Regions from separate parts of the Ovis aries genome. Here region 2 is linked to region 1. The links are chromatin contacts, called in public Hi-C maps. All regions are on one chromosome and are shown on one strand. The core of a region is the stretch at or near the end of the contact, and the rest is flanking DNA. Distances in the headings are between cores, read along the strand shown.

Region 1 (3,895 bases), core at 736-3,235:
GACGTGCAGAGACATCCGAGCCACCCAAACAGGCAGGTGGCCTTGTCTGTTCCTAGGCGCCAAGGGCATAGTCTCTCTCTGGAAGGGTTCTTGAACGTGATTAAACAGGTCCACTTTTTAAGGCTTTGAAAACATTATTTCTAAGCCAGTTATTTCTCTGGAGCGAGTTAGTTTGGGTTAAAAAAAAATGGCTCTGTCACTTATTGGCTATAGACCTGGGTTCACTGTGCCTCAGTTTCCTCATCTATAAAATGGGGATAATAAAAGTATTTATGTCATGGATTTGTTACTAAACATTAATTGAATTAAAGTATCCATAATAAGGGACTTTCCTGGTGGTCCACTGGTGAGGACTCTGCCTTTCCAGTGCAGGGCGCCCTGGGTTGGATCCCTAGTAGGGGAACTAAGGGGCGTCCCGGGTATCTCAATGGTTAAGAATCCGCTGGCCAGTGCAGGAGACGTGGGTTCGATCCTTGGGTGGGGAAGATCCGCTGGAGGAGGAAATGGAAGCCACTCCAGTATTCTTGCCTGGAGAATCCCATAGACAGAGGGGCCTGGTGGGCTACAGTTCATGGGGTCGCAAAGAGTCGGACAGGCACTTAGCACGCGCGCAGTAGGTATTCTGTGCACATGTCATTTCATTCTCCTTTTTTTGGTTAACTCCTTTTCTTTCTATTGTTTGGCTGCATCTGGTCTTAGTTGCCACATGTGGGATCTTCTCTGTGGCCTGTGGGGTCTAGTTTCCCGACCAGGGATCAAACCTGGGCCCCTGCATGGAGAGCACAGAGTCTCGGCCACTGGACCACCAGGGAAATCCCTCATCTCATTCTTAGGAGCGTAACCGAAGGTCACGTGGATGCTCAGTGGCAGAGACACCGTTCAAATCTAAGCCTGACTTCAAGTCTCTCATTTTGCTCAGCAAACGCCACTGCTTAGGGTCCAGGGGAGGGCTTCTGGCAAATTTAAACTTGAATCCCTGGCTTTCTGTCTGTGAAGCCTAGCGGAAGCTGACAAGGAATCTGCTGGAGATGTGAGTCCCTGGACTGGCTGCCTCCCTGGGCTGTGCTGTCTGGGACACAGCTGGCCCTCAAGGCTGAGAAGTCCCAGCCTGGGTCCTGGCCAGCTCAGGTTGGCTGGACCAGCGTGATCTGACGCTTCTGGGTGCCTCAGTTTCTATGGAAGGAGACGTGCGGTTTCCATCCCAGGTGCCTGGAAGTTCAGCTGGAGAGTCCATCATCCCGTGACCGGCCTGCCAGAGAGATGCTCTGCTGTTTCTTTCCTTCTCAAAGTTTCCTGGCGACCGCCGCACCCTCTAGTCCTGCCCCTTTCAGTCTAAACATGGGGCTTGGGAAGTGCGGGCGGTGGGGAAGGATGGATGCTGGGTCCATGGAACAGACGTGGGGCTCGGACCCAGGCAGGGGCCCCTCCCTTGTCCTCATCCCTGTTTAGGACGCAGAAGCAGAAGGCCTGCAATAAGCAGGGCATTTTCTCATGATGCCTTTCTGATCTTTGGCAGCTTGAGTTGTTGCAAGTCTGCAAAAGAGCCCGAGTGAGCAGATTTTTCCAGTTGCTTCGGGGGGCAGCCGAGTGAGTCCCGGGGTCACATGCCTGAGCGTCCGCTTCTTGGAATGAGGGCCAGCTGCTGGCCAGCCGGCGGCTCTGGAGTGAGGGGCGCCCGCTGTGTGCGGGAAAGAGAAAGCCCCACTGGCCTCTCTGGCTTTGCATTCCTCTGCTTGCTGCCAAAGGGAGGCAGAAAGGGGAGCGGAAATTCCTTTTTCTTCAAAGGTTTTTCTCTCAGGGGAATCTTTGTCCCTGTAAATAAGTGAGGATGATCTTTTAAGTACTGAGTTATCAGAGGTTAGACATCCCATGGAGGATTAGACATATGAAATCCTATCAGTGTAGTCATGGCGACCACAGGCTTTTCTAAATCTTTGCTGGAATGTAGTTCTGTAGCTGCGTCTGTGCCTTCAGAAGCCCAGACACTCAACACAGAGGAAGCAAATTAAGATGAATCATATGTAGTGTGTCAATAACAGTAAGTGGGCTACGTAGCATCGTTTCTAAAACACGACGGGGTCACAAAGCTGAACCGGACTGTAAGCTGAGAAAAGAGACGCCAGGAAAACAAAGTGACTCATAGGGGTTGTACGTAAAGAATGGGAAAGTCAGGGCAGGCAAAGAGTAAGTTAAAACACAGTATGAAGCTTCATCCTGGTGTCAAAGTTAAAGTATTTGAGGAGCGTTAAATGAAACAAAGAGGGTACTTTACTGTTTTAAAGAGAATCACATTTAAGGGCTAACGAATAGGTCCCGAGGCCTCTGGCGCTGGGAAGATTGTTTTCCTTTTTGTTTTCTTTTCTTTCTTTTTTTTTTTTTTTTTAATCCAGCACTTTGGCGTAAACAAACTAGAATTTATTGAGAGTTTTGAAAAACCAGGGGATTTAAAGTTAAAAAAACCACTCCATCATTTCTAGTTTTTCTTGTAAAATTAGAACATCTGATCGAGGTGGGAATTGCCAAACTCTGTCCTGTGAGCCAAATCCAGTGCACCATCCTGAGAAATTCGCACCAAAGGAATCTTTGCCAAGACCCAGGAGACCGGAACTCCAAGACCCAGAACATCCAAACTCCAGAAACCTGAAGAGCAAAAAAAAAAAAAAAAAAAAAAAACCAAACCAACAAAAAAACCCCTTGAAAATAGCAAGAGAGATGTGACACCTTAACTATGGTTTCTTATTGGAAACGATGGAAGCCAGGAGGACATGGCATAATATTTTCCATGTGCTGAAATAAAAGAGCTATGAATTCACTATTCTGCATCCAGGGAGAACACCCTTCAGGAAGAAAAGAAAAAGCAAGTTTGTTGGATACAAGGTCAGTTTGGAAAATCAGCTGGATTCCCACATAATGTTATTGTTGTTTAATCACTCAGTCCTGTCAGACTCTTCATGATCCCACTGACCGCCAGGCTTCTCTGTCCCTGGGATTCTCCAGGCAAGGATCCTGCAGTGGGTTGCTATTTCCTCCTCCAGGGGATCTTCCCAACCCAGGGATCGAACCTGCATCTTCTGCGTTGCAGGAGGATTCTTTATCACTGAGCCACCTGGGAAGCCCTTCAGTGTAGTACAAAAAGACAATTAGATTAAAAACTTTTTAAAAATGGTGCTTTTTTGCTGACATCAAAAACATTAAACAAAATCTAAGGATATATCTAACGGAGATTTTAATAGTTTTACAAAGCAACAAAAACACAATTGTCTTAGTTTTCTGGATCTACAGTGAAAATTTCCAAAGTCTGGGTTGCTTAAAACAAGCTATGCTTGTTAAGAATGAAACAAGAGTCCAGTCTCCTATGTGGGAGCTTTTTCAACCCCAGTTCCACAAAAGCATTAATCCTTACAGAAGAATGAATTGAGTAACTCTGTTCTGAGTCCTCCCAAGGGAAGTACAAGTCTGGGCGGCTTATAGAGGCAAAGCAGAGAAGTCAATGCCTTAGAAGGAGCAGATGCCTCAGGGCTTGGCACCCTAAGGTGGGGATGGGTTCCGGTGGAGAAGGGCTGGAAGATCGGGCTCTCTTCTGGAAGTGTGGGGGGTGGGGGCGCGGAGCGTGAGATTGACTCTCCCCACCCAGTCCCCGAGACCACGGAATTTATTTCCAGGTACTAGAGGTTGCGTTACCTAGAGGGTGAAATGGAGTGGGAGGTGGGAGGCAGGTTCAAGAGGGAGGTTGTTGTTCAGTTGCTCAGTCGATCCGACTCTTTGCAACCCCATGGACTGCAGCCCGCCGGGCTCCTCTGTCCTTCACTGCCTCCTGGAGTTTGCTCAAACTCATGTCCATTGAGTCAGTGATGCCATCCTCTGTCACCCTCTTCTCCTCTTGCCCTCAATCTTT
Region 2 (3,895 bases), core at 521-3,020, 110 kb before region 1:
TAAATCTGGGAAACATTTTATTTACCTTTTAGTGTGGAATAGAAAGCCACCTTATTACAAAGTTTTTATTTTTCAAAATTATACTAAATGAGGATTTTTGATCTGTATTTTGTGTTTAGCTGCCTTTTTATATTTAAAATACTAAAAATTGTTGGTTAGCTTAAAGCTTAATTTGATCTTTGTTTAAACGCCAAAACTGTACTTGAGAATGTCATGCGTTTGCAGTTTCCTGTGTGTATATGATCACGTCCATGTGTGCTTAGATGGCCACAATGCTTCCTAAATGAATTTTGCTCTTAAGTCATTTGGCTTTGCTGTTTACCCCTTTTTGTAGTTTTTAATCTAAGGAAATTGAAGTCTGAATTTAAGAATGCTCACATTTTGAGCTTTCCCTTTGTGCAGTCTGGGTGCATATGAGGAATCGCAGTGGCGTCGTCTGTCTCAGTGGACATCCCGAGCTTCAGCAGCCAACCTTTCTGGGCTTGGTAAGGGAGCCTGTGAGACCTCCTGCTCTGGACAGCGTGGGCCGCCCAAGGGCCGCTCCGCATCGTTTGCTGGCTGCGAGTCCGGTTATACTGTGTGTGCTAATATACTCTCTTCTTTTTGCTATAGATTGTCTCAACAGTGGGTCAAGTAATAAAAAGACTAAATAATTTAATCCTTTAACGAATCAGTCTTTCTTCCCTTTCTCCTTTGCTTCTCTTCTCCATCCCCACTCCCCCAGAAACTCTGAATCCAAATCCAGTGCGCAAGGATGAGAATTTATTGTGAATTAGGGGATGAGGGGATCATCGAAAGATTATGTTTCTTGTCAGTGTTTTCCAGTTCAGTTTGTCAGTGAATCTAAAACCCTTACTTTCAGGATAATTGAGATGTACCGGATCTGTTTACTGAATGATGGAAGGAAAAGATTAAATCAATAATTCCTTTTTGTTAAGGGTAGACTGGTTCTCTGGCCTTGAACCTTTCCCAGACTGAATGGAAAATACTCCTAGGTCAGCATGCTCCTTGGTTTAAATTTAATAAGTGCGTTCATATATTTAGGTGTGTGTCTGCTTTGCACACAAAGTCATTTCTAACGTGAGGCGTAGGAGGCCTAGCTGAGTCTGAGAATGGTAGGCGGCTGCTCTCCGTGCCCTGCGGGAACTGGGTGCTGCTTCACAGCACGAGCGCTTCCTCCGGGTGCAGTCACCTCCTCCCGCAGCCCACTGGAGCTGGCGTATTTAACAGGACACAATTGAAGAGCATTTTCCTGGGTTGACTATACTGATTGTGGATTAATTGTCCCTCTCAAACACTGGCTCATATGCAATCCTTTTTTAATGATGTGAGTGTAGTGATGTCATAAAATTGAAGTTATGTGATGTTAGTTTGCTTACATCGCCTTCTCTCCAACCGCAAATTGACAGCTGAACCCGTTCTGTGTTTTTGTTAGGCCCTAGCAGGTGTGTTTCTAGGTGGGCTGAAACAGCATTGAGAAGCAGCGTCTAGATCACCAATTAATGTGACCCCCAAGTAGCTGTCGTAATAGTGAGCACCAGGGAAGACTGGAGGAGGAGAAGCTGAAACCTCTCCCTTCTTTCCCTCTGGGATTTTACAGAGAAGCCAGTGTTGCTGGTGAAGGACAAGTTTGTGAAGTGCAGACTCCTCACAGTTCACAGTCGCGGTTCAGTCTGTGGCCCTGTGTGCAGAGCTGTGCCTTCATCCTGACACAGCCTAAAACCCAAACCCCAGACTCCTCTTGTGAAAGCTCTGCCAGCGTGGGTAAGCAGCGCTGTGGTTTCCCCAGTCACCACTAGGTGGAGAGCTTGTCATCGCCTTTCTTCACCTCTGCGTCATCACTCACAGCTGATCCTCACAGAAGCTGGATTTGCACATTTTGCAAACCTGCCTGCCTGCCTGCTGGGACTTGTCTGCACCTCCAGGTCAGCCCTTGGGGCACTGTCACGGCCACACCCAGGCTGGAGCGGGGCAGAGGAGGTGCTCTCCTGCCCGCCGTGCGCCCGGCATCTCAGAATTAGGTCTGTGATCCAGCGCCCTTTCTGTTGGTCTGTTTAATGCCTTTTTTTGTTGTTGTCGGCATTTTTGAGCTGTTCTGTTGGTGATTTCGCCGTTTGAAAAGCCCCCAGAGGAGCTCTCAGCTTCTGGCTGGTGTTCTCGAGTGTAACTGGCTTCTCTGAGGCGTCAGTTGCAGCATTCATGAAGCAACAGCAGTAGCTGAGGTGCCTTTGCACACCCAGCACAGACAACAAGGATCACGGGTAGGTTGGTGGGCAAACGTGTACTGAGAGGCTCTGGGGAGCCTGCAGCCCTGTGTCTCTAACGGGAGCAAACAGCTGCCCCCACTCCCTGCCTCTGGTGGCTGCGTCTACCATTGTTTGGTGCTGGTGGTTCGGCCGCTCAGTCATGTCTGACTCTTTGTGATCCCACGGACTGCAGCTCGCCAGGCTCCCCTGTCCTTCACCATCTCCCAGACTTTGCTCAAACTCACACCCATCGAGTTGGTGATGCCATCCAACCATCTCGTCCGCTGCCTAAACCACCGCCAGTAAGAGAAGCGACTGCCCTTCCTACAGTCCTCAAGCCCGGACGCCCTCCAGGTTTGGGGGCGGCTGAGCTCCTCCAGACCTCTCTCCACCAGCTCACAGTCTGTCTGTTCCCTTTCAGTTTTCCACTTTGCCATCAGTAGTAAGGACAGGAGACCACAGAAGTTTCTCACAAAGACAAGAGTTTTCAGTCATGGATGTGCGGGAAGAACCTGATAACTGGGGTCTTCTGTTTTATGGTATTTCTGACAAATAAGTGGAGTCTTAATCTTGGTGTTATTGAAAGAATAATGGTGTGTTTAGGACAGGTGAGTCAGGAGGTACCTAGGTACTGGACACGCTGGTCACACTCAGCTCTGTTTCCCTCAGTCTGTGAAGTGGACCAGCGCCTCTTATTATCACAGGCCACCTGAACACGAGAGGCTGGCCTCACGTGGAGCTGGGCCTAACCTGTCTGGGGCCCTGCCGTTTGGGTCTTGAGACCGCTGGTTCCGTCCCTGGCTGCCCCTGCCTGCGTGTGTCCCTGCCGTCCCTCCGTGCGTTGTTACCTGGTTCCCCCCACTCCAAAAGGAGACGTTGGCTCGAAGCAGGAGAAACAGTTCATGAGGTGGGAGCCCCAGGAGCAGGGACACGCCTCAGTGATGCATGCCTCTGGGGTTAAGGTCCCTCTATACTGAAGACTGATTTTTGTTGTAAAGTCAACAAACAACAGCTTCACAGGCTGGGTGCATTTTTGTGTTTAGTGGAAAGAGCACTTTGGTGTAGCTGTGACCCCCTAGACTGTGATTTTAGTTAACCTCTCTGAGCCCCTCAGGTCCTTGGCAGTCTGGATGAGGTGGGGATTCTGTCTGTGGGGCGGGAGCTCGTCGTCGTGTCCGCACCCTGGGGCGTGGCAGTGGGGGTCCCGGGGGGCTGGAAGCCTGTCTGGAGCCTGTCCCCTGGGGCCGTCTCTGGGTGCACGGCCGAGGTCCTGGATGAAGCCCAGAGAGGTGTTGACCTGGGACCCGCCTCCGCGACTTCCCACCCCTTGTCACGAGCACCTGAGCCCCTGGCCTTCACCAGAAGAGCCGATGTGGCATCGGCAGCCTGGTCACCTGCTGACCCGCTGACCGATTGATGCGAGTCCACTCCTGTCCTGCGTGTGGTCATGGGCTGTGGAGTGAGAAACACGTCCTATTCAGACGTGAGCAGGTCAGCAGAGACAAGGCTGGTGAGACAGGAAGCCCCCGGAACGGCTGGGAGCTTAGGAAGTGAAGTGGAATGAGCCCTGTCTGAGCGGGCAGCGGAGGGGCGGGCATCTGGAGCGGCAGACTGCTCCGGGCAGCCCGCAGCGCTCGGGGCCCGGCGTG

Evidence for each region. Hi-C and Micro-C count contacts between places; a contact is called where the count stands out from the background.
Region 2: a Hi-C map of skin fibroblasts shows a contact between it and region 1, with 7 times the contacts expected there. The contact joins two enhancer-like sites. A contact is called at or near these places in 11 of 16 Hi-C or Micro-C datasets (blood, hypothalamus, liver and 6 more).

Annotation. Positions count from the first base shown.
Region 1 is chr11:60,764,536-60,768,430 of ARS-UI_Ramb_v3.0, reverse strand. The region is part of intron 1 of LOC105610550 (a long non-coding RNA gene); the gene reads left to right. It overlaps LOC132657442 (a long non-coding RNA gene), which reads left to right. Exons shown (of 2, transcript XR_009595645.1): 1 at 1-3,895. Among named protein-coding and RNA genes, the nearest start is that of FAM20A, 70 kb to the left of the region's middle. Within about 2 kb of position 1,985, at least 8 of the 54 cell types and tissues checked have an H3K27ac peak or open chromatin away from gene starts, as enhancers often do.
Region 2 is chr11:60,876,571-60,880,465 of ARS-UI_Ramb_v3.0, reverse strand. FAM20A (FAM20A golgi associated secretory pathway pseudokinase) reads right to left here. Exons shown (of 10, transcript XM_042256494.2): 10 at 741-3,895. It overlaps PRKAR1A (protein kinase cAMP-dependent type I regulatory subunit alpha), which reads left to right. Exons shown (of 11, transcript NM_001142517.1): 11 at 1-663. Among named protein-coding and RNA genes, the nearest start is that of PRKAR1A, 21 kb to the left of the region's middle. Within about 2 kb of position 1,770, at least 6 of the 54 cell types and tissues checked have an H3K27ac peak or open chromatin away from gene starts, as enhancers often do.